4 separate regions of the Mus musculus genome follow, and regions 2, 3 and 4 are each linked to region 1. The links are chromatin contacts, called in public promoter capture Hi-C maps. All regions are on one chromosome and are shown on one strand. Each heading gives the region's core, a stretch centred on a gene start, on an enhancer-like site or on the middle of the called end of the contact. The rest is flanking DNA. Distances are from core to core; before and after follow the strand shown. Region 1 holds the start of Smim41 (small integral membrane protein 41). Region 2 holds the start of Aaas (achalasia, adrenocortical insufficiency, alacrimia). Region 3 holds the start of Pfdn5 (prefoldin 5). Region 4 holds the start of Espl1 (extra spindle pole bodies 1, separase).

The links. Promoter capture Hi-C pulls out the DNA fragments that hold promoters and counts their contacts.
Region 2: a promoter capture Hi-C map of hippocampal neurons shows a contact between it and region 1, with 7 times the contacts expected there. The contact joins the promoter of Aaas here to the promoter of Smim41 in region 1. A contact is called at or near these places in 5 of 39 promoter capture datasets (the C10 cell line, hippocampal neurons, liver and 2 more) and 2 of 9 other capture datasets (adipose tissue and liver).
Region 3: a promoter capture Hi-C map of hippocampal neurons shows a contact between it and region 1, with 3 times the contacts expected there. The contact joins the promoter of Pfdn5 here to the promoter of Smim41 in region 1. A contact is called at or near these places in 3 of 39 promoter capture datasets (the 3T3-L1 cell line, cranial neural crest and hippocampal neurons), 1 of 115 datasets of contacts at active chromatin or transcription factors (pancreatic cancer cells) and 2 of 9 other capture datasets (adipose tissue and liver).
Region 4: a contact with region 1 is called in a promoter capture Hi-C map of pre-B cells, with 6 times the contacts expected there. The contact joins the promoter of Espl1 here to the promoter of Smim41 in region 1. A contact is called at or near these places in 7 of 39 promoter capture datasets (the 3T3-L1 cell line, 3T3-L1-derived adipocytes, cranial neural crest and 4 more) and 1 of 115 datasets of contacts at active chromatin or transcription factors (extraembryonic endoderm stem cells).

What each region holds. Positions count from the first base shown.
Region 1 is chr15:101,291,658-101,294,626 of GRCm38.p6, reverse strand. Smim41 (small integral membrane protein 41) reads right to left here and starts at 1,402. Exons shown (of 2, transcript NM_001369218.1): 1 at 995-1,402. The coding sequence starts at 1,372. The coding sequence ends at 1,103.
Region 2 is chr15:102,349,312-102,352,280 of GRCm38.p6, reverse strand. It overlaps Aaas (achalasia, adrenocortical insufficiency, alacrimia), which reads left to right and starts at 1,522. Exons shown (of 16, transcript NM_153416.2): 1 at 1,522-1,785; 2 at 2,201-2,328. The coding sequence starts at 1,663. It overlaps Gm36246 (predicted gene, 36246), which reads right to left and starts at 1,454. Exons shown (of 3, transcript NR_155425.1): 1 at 1,369-1,454.
Region 3 is chr15:102,324,523-102,327,491 of GRCm38.p6, reverse strand. Pfdn5 (prefoldin 5) reads right to left here and starts at 1,376. Exons shown (of 6, transcript NM_027044.3): 1 at 1,232-1,376; 2 at 957-1,059; 3 at 643-674. The coding sequence starts at 1,303.
Region 4 is chr15:102,294,899-102,297,867 of GRCm38.p6, reverse strand. Espl1 (extra spindle pole bodies 1, separase) reads right to left here and starts at 1,575. Exons shown (of 31, transcript NM_001014976.2): 1 at 1,453-1,575; 2 at 1,019-1,108. The coding sequence starts at 1,099.

The sequences.
Region 1 (2,969 bases), core at 153-2,652:
CCAGAATTGGTGCCAAACCCTTAGGTGCTAAGCAAGGATCACACATCGTCAGCTTCACAGCAGATTACCTCCACCTACCCACACCCTCAGCCCCTCACCAGGCCATCATCACGGGCATCCTGCACCACCGTATTCCTGGCGGTAACTTGAAAGTAGGAGCCTTGAGAGTCGCCAAGAGACGGCCACTCACAGACGTCCCCAGTAGCCCCTACACACAGCTGAATATCAATGGGATGGTAAAGGCACCCCCCACCCCCATTTCATGGTTCAGCCTGAGGTGGCCTTGGACTGGAGTTACTTTGTCCTTTGGGCCACCCAGACCCTTCTCTCCAGATGGTTCCTGTCCTTAGAGAGCTAGAGGCGGGAGACCCAGACGCAGCCCCCACAGCTGGGAGTACTCAGCCTTCTCCTTCCTCCGCATATGCTCCTGCACGAAACCTTGCTGTCCCCACCCCCAACACAGCACACAAAGCTTCTGGCTGAGCTACACGTGAGCGGGGAGCCAGGAGAGGAGTCTTTGGCACATCTCTCTGTCCCCACTGTTCACCCAACCAGGGGTACCTCTAATGGGAGTGAAGAATCTCTCTCCTCTACCTTCACCTCCGGTGGGCCCCAGCCTGCCCACTCCCTCCCTGGACAGAAGCTTTGGGAAGGAGACAGCAGCAAGCTGAGAGCTCAGGCTGGGTTGTATTAGCCTCTAGAACAGAGGGTCCTGCTGAGTCCAGCAGACCACAAGTTAACCTGGGCAGATGCAGAACACGGGGAAACATAGGTACACAAAGAGCTCCCATTCACAGAACTCTCCGGCCTCCCTCCTTTAGCATAAGGGACACGAAGGCTGTCTGTGCCTCAGAGGCACAGGGACCTCCAGCTCTACCCTGGCCTTGAGCAGCTGTCTGTACCCAGTGATGTCCACCTAATGAGAACAGAGACCATCACTGTGCCCACCCCACGCAGCCCCAACCCCAGACTCCCTGTGTCTCAAGGCTCTCACCTGTGCGGGAAATAAGAGCTTGTGGGTTGGACCTTCCGCTGTGCCTCACAGAAATGAACTCTGGATGGCGTGGCACAGAACAGGCTGAATCTCAAGAGCAGCTGACACCTAGGAGTCGTCATCCCCTCCACAGGCACCAGGCTCAGCCTCGGGGGTTGAATGCCTTTCTCGGGCCAGCAGGGCTATCAGGCCCTGAGCGCGGAGGAGGAGTCCACCACCCAGGAACAGGATCCCACAGAGCACCAAAAGTGACAGGACGCCCAGCACGACTGCCTGCACCATGCGTGGCCCCTCTGGGGGTCCGAGTGGCAGCCCGGACTGGTTGCAGCAGCTCAGCCAGGCAGCCTTGGCTGCAGCTCCCACCTGTGAGCCGTTCATGCTCCCACCAGCTGCCCAGATGTGCACACTACCCTTGAGAGTTGAGGCTGTGTCAGAAGTCTCTAAGGGGCGGGCCTCCCAGGGCCCTACCGCCCACTCTACCCAAGTGCGTGCAGAGCAGCGCTCAGGCCCCTCCTAGACAGACTCCTCCAGAGTGGCCTCGAGGTCCTTCTCTGACAGGCTGGATCCTTAGGCCCAGCCTATCTGTTCTCCAAACCTATGTCCATCATTCAAAATTGCCAGGTAAGCCTAAAAGGCCCGTTTCCACGACTTTCCTCCATAGAAAAAGGCCAAGATTCTGCATCCTCGGGGCTTTCAGAGCATCTACGATTCTTGTTTGTTTGTTTTCGAGACAGGGTTTCTCAGTGTAGCCCTGGCGGTCCTGGAACTCACTCTGTAGACCAGGCTGGTCTCGAACTCAGAAATCCACCTGCCTCTGCCTCGCCTCTGCCCCTCTGCCCCTCTGCCCCTCTGCCCCTCTGCCCCTGCGCCTCTGCCTCTGCCTCCCAAGTGTTGGGATTAAAGGTGGTCATCATGACTGCCCAGCTGTGTCTACAATTCTTAGACCCCATCCCAAGTGCTGACCACTCTGAGCAAAGCACGGGACAGACAGCTTTCTGTTCCTGAAACAATTCTCACACACAGGACAGTCCGAATGGTGGAAAGTCTTCCTTCAGGGCAGACAGGCAGAACACAGTACTCCAGACCCCAGGGCAGAGAGAATGGCTAGAAGTACCCAGATAGCAAGGCCTACCTCCATTCCTTCTCTCCTGTCTTCTTGTCCAAGAAGTCCTCTTTACCGAGAACACAGCAGATCTAGAGAGCAAGGAGGGGTGTAGGGACTGATGTAATTATGAACTGAAACAATTTAGGAAGGGAGCAGAGATCTGGCCCACGGTCCTACCTCATGGGAATCATAATTCTGCAGAGGGTGAACACATCACTGTCTTGGTGTCTACACAGCCACTGCCAGCTGGGTACCTGTCACACAGCCAGGGGTCAAGTCCAGTGCAATCTGCAGGCAGAGAAGCCTGCCCGGGTCTGCTGCAAGATCCTTTAGCAAATTTCAAGTTCCCATTTCAAACATAAAGCCACTCTGGAGAGACTTGGGATACAGCCCAGTTGGTAGAATGCCTGCCTAGCAACTTGTCCAACAGGAAGCTTCAGGTTTTAAATCCCAGCCCAACATAAAACAGGTCAGAATAGCACGGAATCCCAAGGTCAGACTATAGCATGAGTTTGAGGCCAGCTAGGACTACCTAGAAACTTCGGACTCAAGTAGATCACAGAGCCAGCTAGCAAGGTGGATCTGAGTTTGAGGCTAGCCTGGGCTATAAAGCAAGTCCCAGGACTGGACAATGTAGACCCTGCCTCAAAAACAAGACAAAACAAGAAAGGGTCACCTCTAACTTACACCTCAACAAAAACAAAACAAAAGATAGGACACACCTAGACCAAAGCACACCAGGGAAACTTGTGAAGACACCTTCTTCAGTGCCAAGCCAGAGCATCCGGAGGCTGAGCAGAAAACCTGACCCTGCCAGGAAAACAGCCAGAGAATGCAGGCACATCTCTAGCTGCCCTGCTCCAGGACCAC
Region 2 (2,969 bases), core at 273-2,772, 1.1 Mb before region 1:
GCCCCTTATACTCCCTGTATAGTACTACAGGTGTGCATGCACCACCATGCCCAGTGACAAAAGTGCTCTCGAGGAGGAGGGTCAGGCTCAGAGTCAGTTTCAATTAAAGGCTAGGTGAGTCCATTTCTTTGGGTGTCAGGTGAGGCAGAGCATCATAGATTCAGGAGCAGGTGGAAGAGTTTGCTTATTCATAATGGCCAGGAAGCAGAGAGATAGCAATAGCAGGGAAAGGCTAATACCGTTCCTGTGAGTCTCACCATCCCACACTTCCCTCCCATTTGTCTATTCAGATTTTGAGCTCACAATTGAATTAAGTTAGAATTAAACCATCTAAACATCTCTCTGTAGTTCTAGCCCCCCCCCCAACCCCTTCAGTTTCAGAAAAGGTCTCAGGAGAGCATGGTGGTAGATCTTTAATCTCAGCACTCTTGGGAGATAGAGGTATGAATCTCTATGAATTCAAGGTCAGTCATGTCTACATAGCAAGTTCCGTGCTAGCCAGAGCAACATAGCCATACCCTGCCTCAAAATAAAGCCTAGGGCTGGAGAGATGGCTCAGCAGTTAAGAGCACTGACTGCTCTTCTAGAAGTCCTGAGTTCAATTCCCAGCAACCACATGGTGGCTCACAACCATCTGTAATGGAATCAGATACCCTCTTCTGGTGTGTCTGAAAACCATGAGAGTGTACTCATATAAATAAAACAAATCTTAAAACAAACAAACAAACAAACAACAAAGCCTAAATAAGACAAAGTCAGGGTGGTATGTATCTCAAGTTGGAAGAGAACTATGGAGTGGACATTCAGTGATCCTCCTGCCTGTACCTCCCAATGCTGGGATTACAGATCGGAGTCAACGGTATTTGGAGGCAGGGGCTTGCTACGCAGTCTACACTAACCTTTTATTCTTGTCCACATCCTGTAGGCATTACAGCCTTGGGCCAATATGCCCCACCAATGTCTGGTTTGTGTGTATTTTGGTCCAATCTGTGTCATTTTGCTACTGGTAGTTCAACGGTGCACTTTTGGGGTTATTGTAAGGATTATAGAAGCGTTTGTTAGTGATATACTCGGGAAAAGTTACTGTCCTTCCAGTGTCCGTCTCTCTCTTTCAGGACGCCTTACCCTGTGAAGTCCGTTCTGACTGTCCTCTAAAGTCTTTTTTGTTTTTTTTTTGGAGGTGGGGGGGCGGGGAAAGCTCACTGGTAGGATGACATCGTCTGTATATTCCTCAAGGATATTTACGGGGGTTGGAGAGTTTAATTAGGTACTTTCCTAAACCTGGCTTATTTTGGGCTTTTTCCGTACTAAGTAAGTGAGTGGGAGACGCTGCTGGGGATTCAGAGTTGGAAAAAACAGTAGTCTTACAGGAAACAAACCAAAACCAAACCGCGGCGCTCCTTACGCCACAGGTCGGTCCTCGGACGTGTCAGCGTCGTGCCCGCTCCGTACGCAAGGGGGCGCGCCAGGAAGTCCCGGAAGTCCGTCCCGAAACCCGACTCGGAACTTTCTTCCTTGCACTTCCGTTCAGCTTCGCGCAGTCGTTTGTCCTGTACGGCTACCCGTCCTCACACGAATCTAGCCCGGGAACTAAGATTCCGGGGAGCGCAGTCGTCACCAGCCGGGAGCCTGTCGATTCCAGACGCTCTCCGGACTGGCAAGATGTGCTCCCTGGGGTTGTTCCCCCCGCCGCCGCCTAGAGGTCAAGTCACCCTGTATGAGCACAATAACGAGCTGGTGACCGGCAACAGCTATGAGAGCCCGCCTCCCGACTTTCGGGGCCAGGTGGTCCGGGTGGGAACGCTGCGGTGGGGATGCGGAAAGTGGGAATAGAGGCGACGCGGCGGGGCTCGCTCACAAGTGATTGGGAACGGCATGACTCCCACAGGAGACTGGAGAGAACGAAATATATTTTAGGGCCTGTGTTACCCAGTTAGGCATGCCAAGGCATGTGAGGAGGTTCTAGGAGGGGTAGAGAAGATGATGGATGCCGTCCATCAGGTCTTCTCTAGTGTCAACCCTGTGAAAAACGATTGTGGTTTGCAGATGAGGACTGAAAATTTTCTGTCCCACAAGTGTTACATTTGTGGGTATGGGAAATGGGGCCGTGGAATCTCTTATGCCATAGGTTGGAGATGGCAAGGAGTTCTGTTAAGATTTGGGGAAGAGACTGACTGCCTCCCTCTCTTCTGAGGTATAGTGGATCAATCTTCCTGTCCTACACCTGACCAAGGATCCCCTAAAAGCCCCAGGGAGGCTGGACCATGGTACAAGAACTGCCTTCATCCATCACCGTGAGCAAGTGTGGAAGAGATGCATCAATGTTTGGTGAGGCATAGCAAACAGTGGCTTAAATAGGCCATGGTCTACCGAGCCTGCTTTGGGCAGCTCTTGAATGGCTGCTTATTGCAGTCTGTGTCTTCATATTACCACAAATCATATTAGGTGATCCATTTTTATTGTAAAACTCAAGGGTGTACCAGAAACCTCATTTATCCCTAATAGCTTGGCTTGATTTTACAAACCTGCTCTCAGCACCGACCTCATTTGCTTTTATCTGAAGCTCAGGAAAGTTAGGAAAAGGTTGAATTGATTCGTTAATATGTAGGACATGTAAGAATTAAAGCTGTGCTATCTTTTTTTTTTTTAACTGTACGTTTGGAAAAGTTACATAATTACTCTGTCCTAAAGCCAAACCCCTTTAAACCATGGTGACTAAATAGATACAAAGCACATAGAAGCATTTCCTGGCACATTAATCCCTTGATGTGTTTGCCATCCCCATTATTATCATTGCCATTATCTGTAAAAAGAATCCCTGGTGCCGGGCGTGGTGGCTCACGCCTTTAATCCCAGCACTCCGGAGGCAGAGGCGGGCGGATTTCTGAGTTCGAGGCCAGCCTGGTCTACAGAGTGAGTTCCAGGACAGCCAGGGCTACACAGAGAAACCCTGTCTTGAAAAAACAAAC
Region 3 (2,969 bases), core at 127-2,626, 1.0 Mb before region 1:
GAGCCATCTCTCTAGTTACAAATTATTACTACTTTTAAACTTACATGTATTTGGTCTGTGTGTGTGTTTTCACAAGTGTGCATGCCATGGAGCACGAAGGTCGGAGGACAACTTCTGGGAGTTGGTCTTCTCCTTCCACCCCATTAGTATCAGAAAGTTAGCTCAGTGTGTATGTGTGGGTTTTACGCTCTGCGTCGTCACCTTGCCGGCTCTATTGTTACTTAAAACAGTCTTCACCACTTTGCTATTCTTAGGTTTCTCTTTCGACTGTCATTTCCTGGTGGAAATGACAACAGGTCATTTCAACAGGAGGAAACAATCTACCTTTCACTATTAGAGATGAGCGGCAATTAAGGTGAAATTGAAAAAAGAGGCAAGTTCCCAATTTCAATATCCTAACATTTTTTCTACTGGCTTTAGCCAAATGCCAGCTTTGTCTCCATATTGACATCTCTAAACAAAGAGAAACACAACATTTCAATTCTTCACCGAACTCTGATACAAAGTATTACATGGACACTGGTGCAACGTTAGACAAGTGAGCTACGTTAAGTGTTCGACTGTTCTTAAAATCAAAACTCTCCCCGCTTTTGGGAAAGACTGTGGAAGAATGTAAGGTAGCATTTCCCGTGGAAAGGATACAGAACTCGTCAGTGGGACCAGTAATTCTTTTCCTGTGAAAGTAATAAAGACAAACAGCTGGGGAAGGCTAGCGGCTCCCACGCGAAGACGTTAGGGGAAGCTCCCAACAGGGCTCAGTGTTCACAGACAGTGAAAAGAACACAGCAACTGAGGAAATGTCTTGTACATTTTAGTTTTCTGTAGGCAACATGCGGGGGCTCCTGTGGCTACACACACACTAAGTAACAAACAGTTTTCTTTAACGAAAACTGGAACTAGGAAAAAGCGAAGGAGAAGCCGGCATCCCCAGGCGCCCTCACCCGCCTAGCCCATACCCTCGTTGCTCTTGTTCAGCACGTTCAGACAGTCCTTGGCTTCCACGTACTTGGTCTGGACCACCTTGAGCTGAGCAATGGACGTGGACAAAAACTCCACTTCCTACAGAAGCCGGGAAAAAACAAGGGGTCAGCTCAAGAAAGCGGGGCCCAGGCTGAGGGGGCGGGACCCGGGACCGGATAGGGGTTTCCCTGGGAAAGGAAGCCTCCCCGACCGGGCGGGCGGTCGGTCGGAGGATATGAAGCGCGAGGAAGGTGCTGGGACAGGTCCTCACCTGGTCCAGCTGGTTCTTGAGCATTTCCAGTTGTGGCAGATTCAGCTCCGTGATGTTAATCGACTGCGCCATGTTGGGAAGGAGGACTGCCGAAGAGGAAGCCGCCTGGGCGAGTGACGCTCTAGCCGCCCTCCGCGTTACCTCCGTGGTGCCGCCAGGGGATACGCTCTGCGCCCGTCGTCTCTATGATCCTGTGTTTCGGACCCGCTTTTCGGATCTCAAGCTTAATTAGAGAACGCAAGTTTTTCTTTTCTCAGAGTACACTAAAGCTAGCACGGTAATTTTGGCTTCCTGTCCCCATAACTCTAGGTTCTGCTGGCCTAGAAGTTTTGGCTCCAGAGAGGGGAGTGCTCCTACCAGGAGCTACAACAAACATTCCATTGAACTGGAAGCTCAGACTTCCCCTTGGTCATTTTGGGCTTCTAATGCCCTTAAACCAACAGGCTAAAAATGGAATAACAGTGTTAGGAGGGGTGATAGATCCAGATTACCATGGGGAAATTGGATTACCTCTTCACAATGGTGGTAAGCAAGATTATGTCTGGAGTGTAGGAGATCCCTTAGGGCGTCTCTTAGTACTACCATGTCCTGTGATTAAAGTCAATGGGAAACTACAACAGCCTAATCCAAGCAGGATGACAAAGGACACAGACCCATCAGGAATGAAGGTATGGGTCAATCCTCCAGGAAAAGAGCCAAGACCTGCTGAGGTGCTGGCTGAAGGTGAAGGAAATACAGAATGGGTAGTAGAGGAAGGTAGTTATAAAATTAGTTAGCAAACATGGCTTGGGCCTTCAAGGGACTCGAAACTCTCGGACTCACGACACAACCACAAGATTGTAAAGCGGTATAAGCTACTGCGCGTTGTTGGGACAAGCCCGCGACAGGACAGCAGGGAACCTGTGTTCTGACAGTACCACTAACGCGCTTTAAAGGATAAAGTGCAAGTGCCAAAAAGGAACAACTGCCAACCAACTACATTTATTTTTATGTCTCAGTATATATGCAGGCAAACCAAACCTAGGTCCTTTGAAAGAGCAACCTAGTGCTCATAACTGCTGAGTGTCTGTCTAGCCCCACCATTGTGTGTTGGATAGGAAGGGTCTGTGTGCTTCCCAGCAACTTTTTTTTTTTTTTTTAACAATATCAGCCAGATATTGGTGGTGCACACACACTTTTATTTATTTATTTATTTATTTATTTATTACATGGAAGTACACTGTAGCTGTCTTCAGACGCACCAGAAGAGGGCATCAGATCTCATTATGGGTGGTTGCTGGGATTTGAACTTTGGACCTTCGGAAGAGCAGTCAGTGCTCTTACCCACTGAGCCATCTCACCAGCACCCCCCCCCCTCCCAGAAACTTTTAAAGGTGTAGTTGTTGCAACAAACCATATGAGTAGCAAACCCCATTGAATCTGCTGCTGCCATTGCCAAAGTGTAGCAGCCTTGGTGGGAAGGGCAATGGTTTCTAAAATCATCCAGGATTCAAAGGCAGTGGAAGGATTAAAAACATCAGCATAGCCCTATCACTACCTTTCCTTTCTCCAGTGTGAACACTTTAACTGCCAGGGTATTGTTTTGTAGCACTGGCTAGCTGAAACTCAAAAGTAAAGACTCAGCTGGCCTTTACCTCATAGGGATGTTTGCCTCTCACTCTGTACATTTTGTTTTTGGACATAGGGTTTTCTCTGTATAGCCCTGGCTATTCTAGAACTTGCTAAGTAGACCAGGCTG
Region 4 (2,969 bases), core at 326-2,825, 1.0 Mb before region 1:
TGACTTACAGGACAGCCAGGGGCTATGTAGAGAGACCCTGTCTCAGAAATCTTTAAACATATATATAATATTTAGATAATATATAGCTTACATATTTCATACTATATATTATATATGCTTGTATATAACATATGAAGACATAGATGATATGTTATTTTTAAAAGTGAAAACAGATATAGAGATATAGCTCCGTGGTGAAATATTTTCCTGAATGCATGAGATCCTGAGTTCAATCCCCAGTATGGAAAAAAAAAATTTTTTTTAATTAAAAATTAGAGGGCTGGTGAGATGACTCAGTGGTTAAGAGCGCCAACTGCTCTTCCAAAGGTCCTGAGTTCAAATCCCAGCAACTACATGGTGGCTTCACAACCATCCCTAACGAAATTTGATGCCCTCTTCTGGAGTGTCTAAAGACAGCTACAGTGTACTTACATATAATAAATAAATGAATAAATAAATAAATAAAATTAGAATGTAAAATTTACTATAAGGAGAATGATAAAACGTAAACAAAAACCGATGTATAACTCTCCCAAACGGAGAACATAAACCAGAGTGTCCTTAGGAGATGATCACATTAGTAGCCCTAGGGGAAAAAAAAATTTTTTTTTTCAAAGACAGGGTTTCTCTGTGTAGCCCTGGCTGTCCTGGAACTCACTCTATAGACCAGGCTGGCTTCGAACTCAGAAATTCACCTGCCTGTGCCTCTCAAGTGCTGGGATTAAAGACATGTGCCACCATTGCCCGGCGGAAAAATAATTTTTTAAATAAAAATAAAAACAATAAATAAAAAGGAAAAGGAAGCCGGGCGTGGTGGCGCAAGCCTTTAATCCCAGCGCTAGGGAGGCAGAGACAGGTGGATTTCTGAGTTCGAGGCCAGCCTGGACTACAAAGTAAGTTCCAGGACAGCCAGAGCTATACAGAGAAACTCTGTCTCGGAAAAAAAGAAAAAAGGAAAAGGAAAAAAACACAGATAATCTCAGAAACTAGGTGTGTCCTGAGCCATAAAGGGTCCCACCTTCAAGTCAGGCAGCAGCTGCTGGGTCTCCTCCTTGCTGCAGAGCAGAGTGGCGAAGTTGACTCCTTTGAAGTTCCTCATGGCAAAAGTCTAGATACAACGAAATGGTTTGTAGAAGCCTGCGAAGGGTTGTAATGGAAATAACTGGAGGAAAGAAGGGATTGAAAGTTGTAGGAGGATTCAAAGGATGAAGCAGGCAAAGAATCCCACCAGAAATCCTATGCGGGGAGAGGCCGATATAAACTGGGCTCCCGTTACAAACTGACAAGTCCACTGTTCCTTCCTCCAGGACGCTCCTTGTCCTCAGTGTCCCACCAGGCCACCGCAGGGGTCTCCACAGGGTCCTGGGCGCCGAGCACACCCTTTCGGGGGCCGCCGAGCCTCCGCAGAAACGCCCCGTTTCTTCCCAGGTCAGCAATGGGAATGTCACTTACCGCGGCTTGAGCGCGCGCTCACCAGACCCTCCGTGCCTTAATTCCCTCGAAGCTGCCGTTCCTCACCGGCCTAGCAGCGTCCTCCAGCCCGAGCTCCACCAAGCACCGGGTGGGCACGCTTCGTTTTCCGCGCCAGCACCTCCTTTCAAATATCCCTAGTGACCAATCAGCGAGAAAGCGTAACGCAGGCCGGCCGCGTGGCGCTCTGGGAGTTGTAGTTTATCTGCCGCGCTGTCTGTCACGTGTTCCTGGAGGGGCGGGTACAACTCTGGACCGGAAAGACTCTGGGACACAGTCTCCTTCTTCAACCTCAGTCAATTACAGTCATTTCGCAGTTGGGTGGTCAATCACTAAGTCTTTCTTGCCTTTATTCCCTGAGCTCAGGCAGGATTTTAAATTTCAAGAGAATTAAAATAAGAAACCCACATGGCTTGCTTTGCGTTACTAGGAAAGAAAAGGTGTAATAGCCTTTGATGTATTTTTTTGTTTTTATTTTTGTTTTTTGAGACTGGTTCTCACTACGTGATCCTAGCTGTCCTGGAACTTGCTAAATAGACCAGGCTGGCCTCTAAGAGAGATCCACCTGCCTAATGCTGGGGTTGAAGGTGTACACCACCACACAGGGTCTTTGGGATTCTTTAAAACTCTGACTTTGTGGAGAGGGACACTGAAAAGGGTGCAGGGACAACCTCCGGGTTCTCCTAGGTTCTCCTCCCTCCCAAGTTTGGATTCCAGCCTACATCTTACATGGGTTGTATAAGAAAGGCTATAGAGTTGAGTGAAGAGTAAAGGGAAGAATTCATTGTGAACGTTCACAGTCTTTTGTTTTGTTTGTTTTTTGAAACAGGGTTCAAAATACTGAGCGTAGGGATTTCTGAGTTCCAGGACAGCCAGGGCTACACAGAGAAGCCCTGTCTCAGGAAAAATCAAAAGAAAGAAAGAAAGAAAGAAAGAAAGAAAGAGAGAGAGAGAGAGAGAGAGAGAGAGAGAGAGAGAGAGAAAGAAAGAAAGAGGGAGGGAGGGAGGGAGGGAGGGAGGAAGGAAGGAAGAAAAAGAAAGGGGGAGACATAGGAAGGGGAGGGAATAAGAGAAAAAACTGACATCTCCCCCACTAGAAAATTTCAGCGTGGGAATGGCAATATTTAATGCAGACACTAACAATGCCGAGCTTTTTTCTCAAGTCAGGGGCATAAGGAAGAAGCAGCCATCCTGGAAATTGACCACCTTTATCTCCTAGCCATGGCCCCTCTCCCTTATCTGCCTGCCTACCAAGTAGTCTAACTCCTGCTCTCTCAGATGCACTATAAAGTCAAGGGTGGTACCAAACATCACCCACCACCAGAGGGTAGGGAATACTTACTAAGGAGGCTGAGGAGCTAAAAAAGCTTAAAGTTCAAAGGCAGCCTGGGTTGTCTAGTGAGACCTCGTCTCAAAATCAAAACAAAACAAAAAATCTTTTTAAAAGCGGGCCTGGGGCTGGAGAGATGGCTCAGAGGTTAAGAGCACTGACTGCTCTT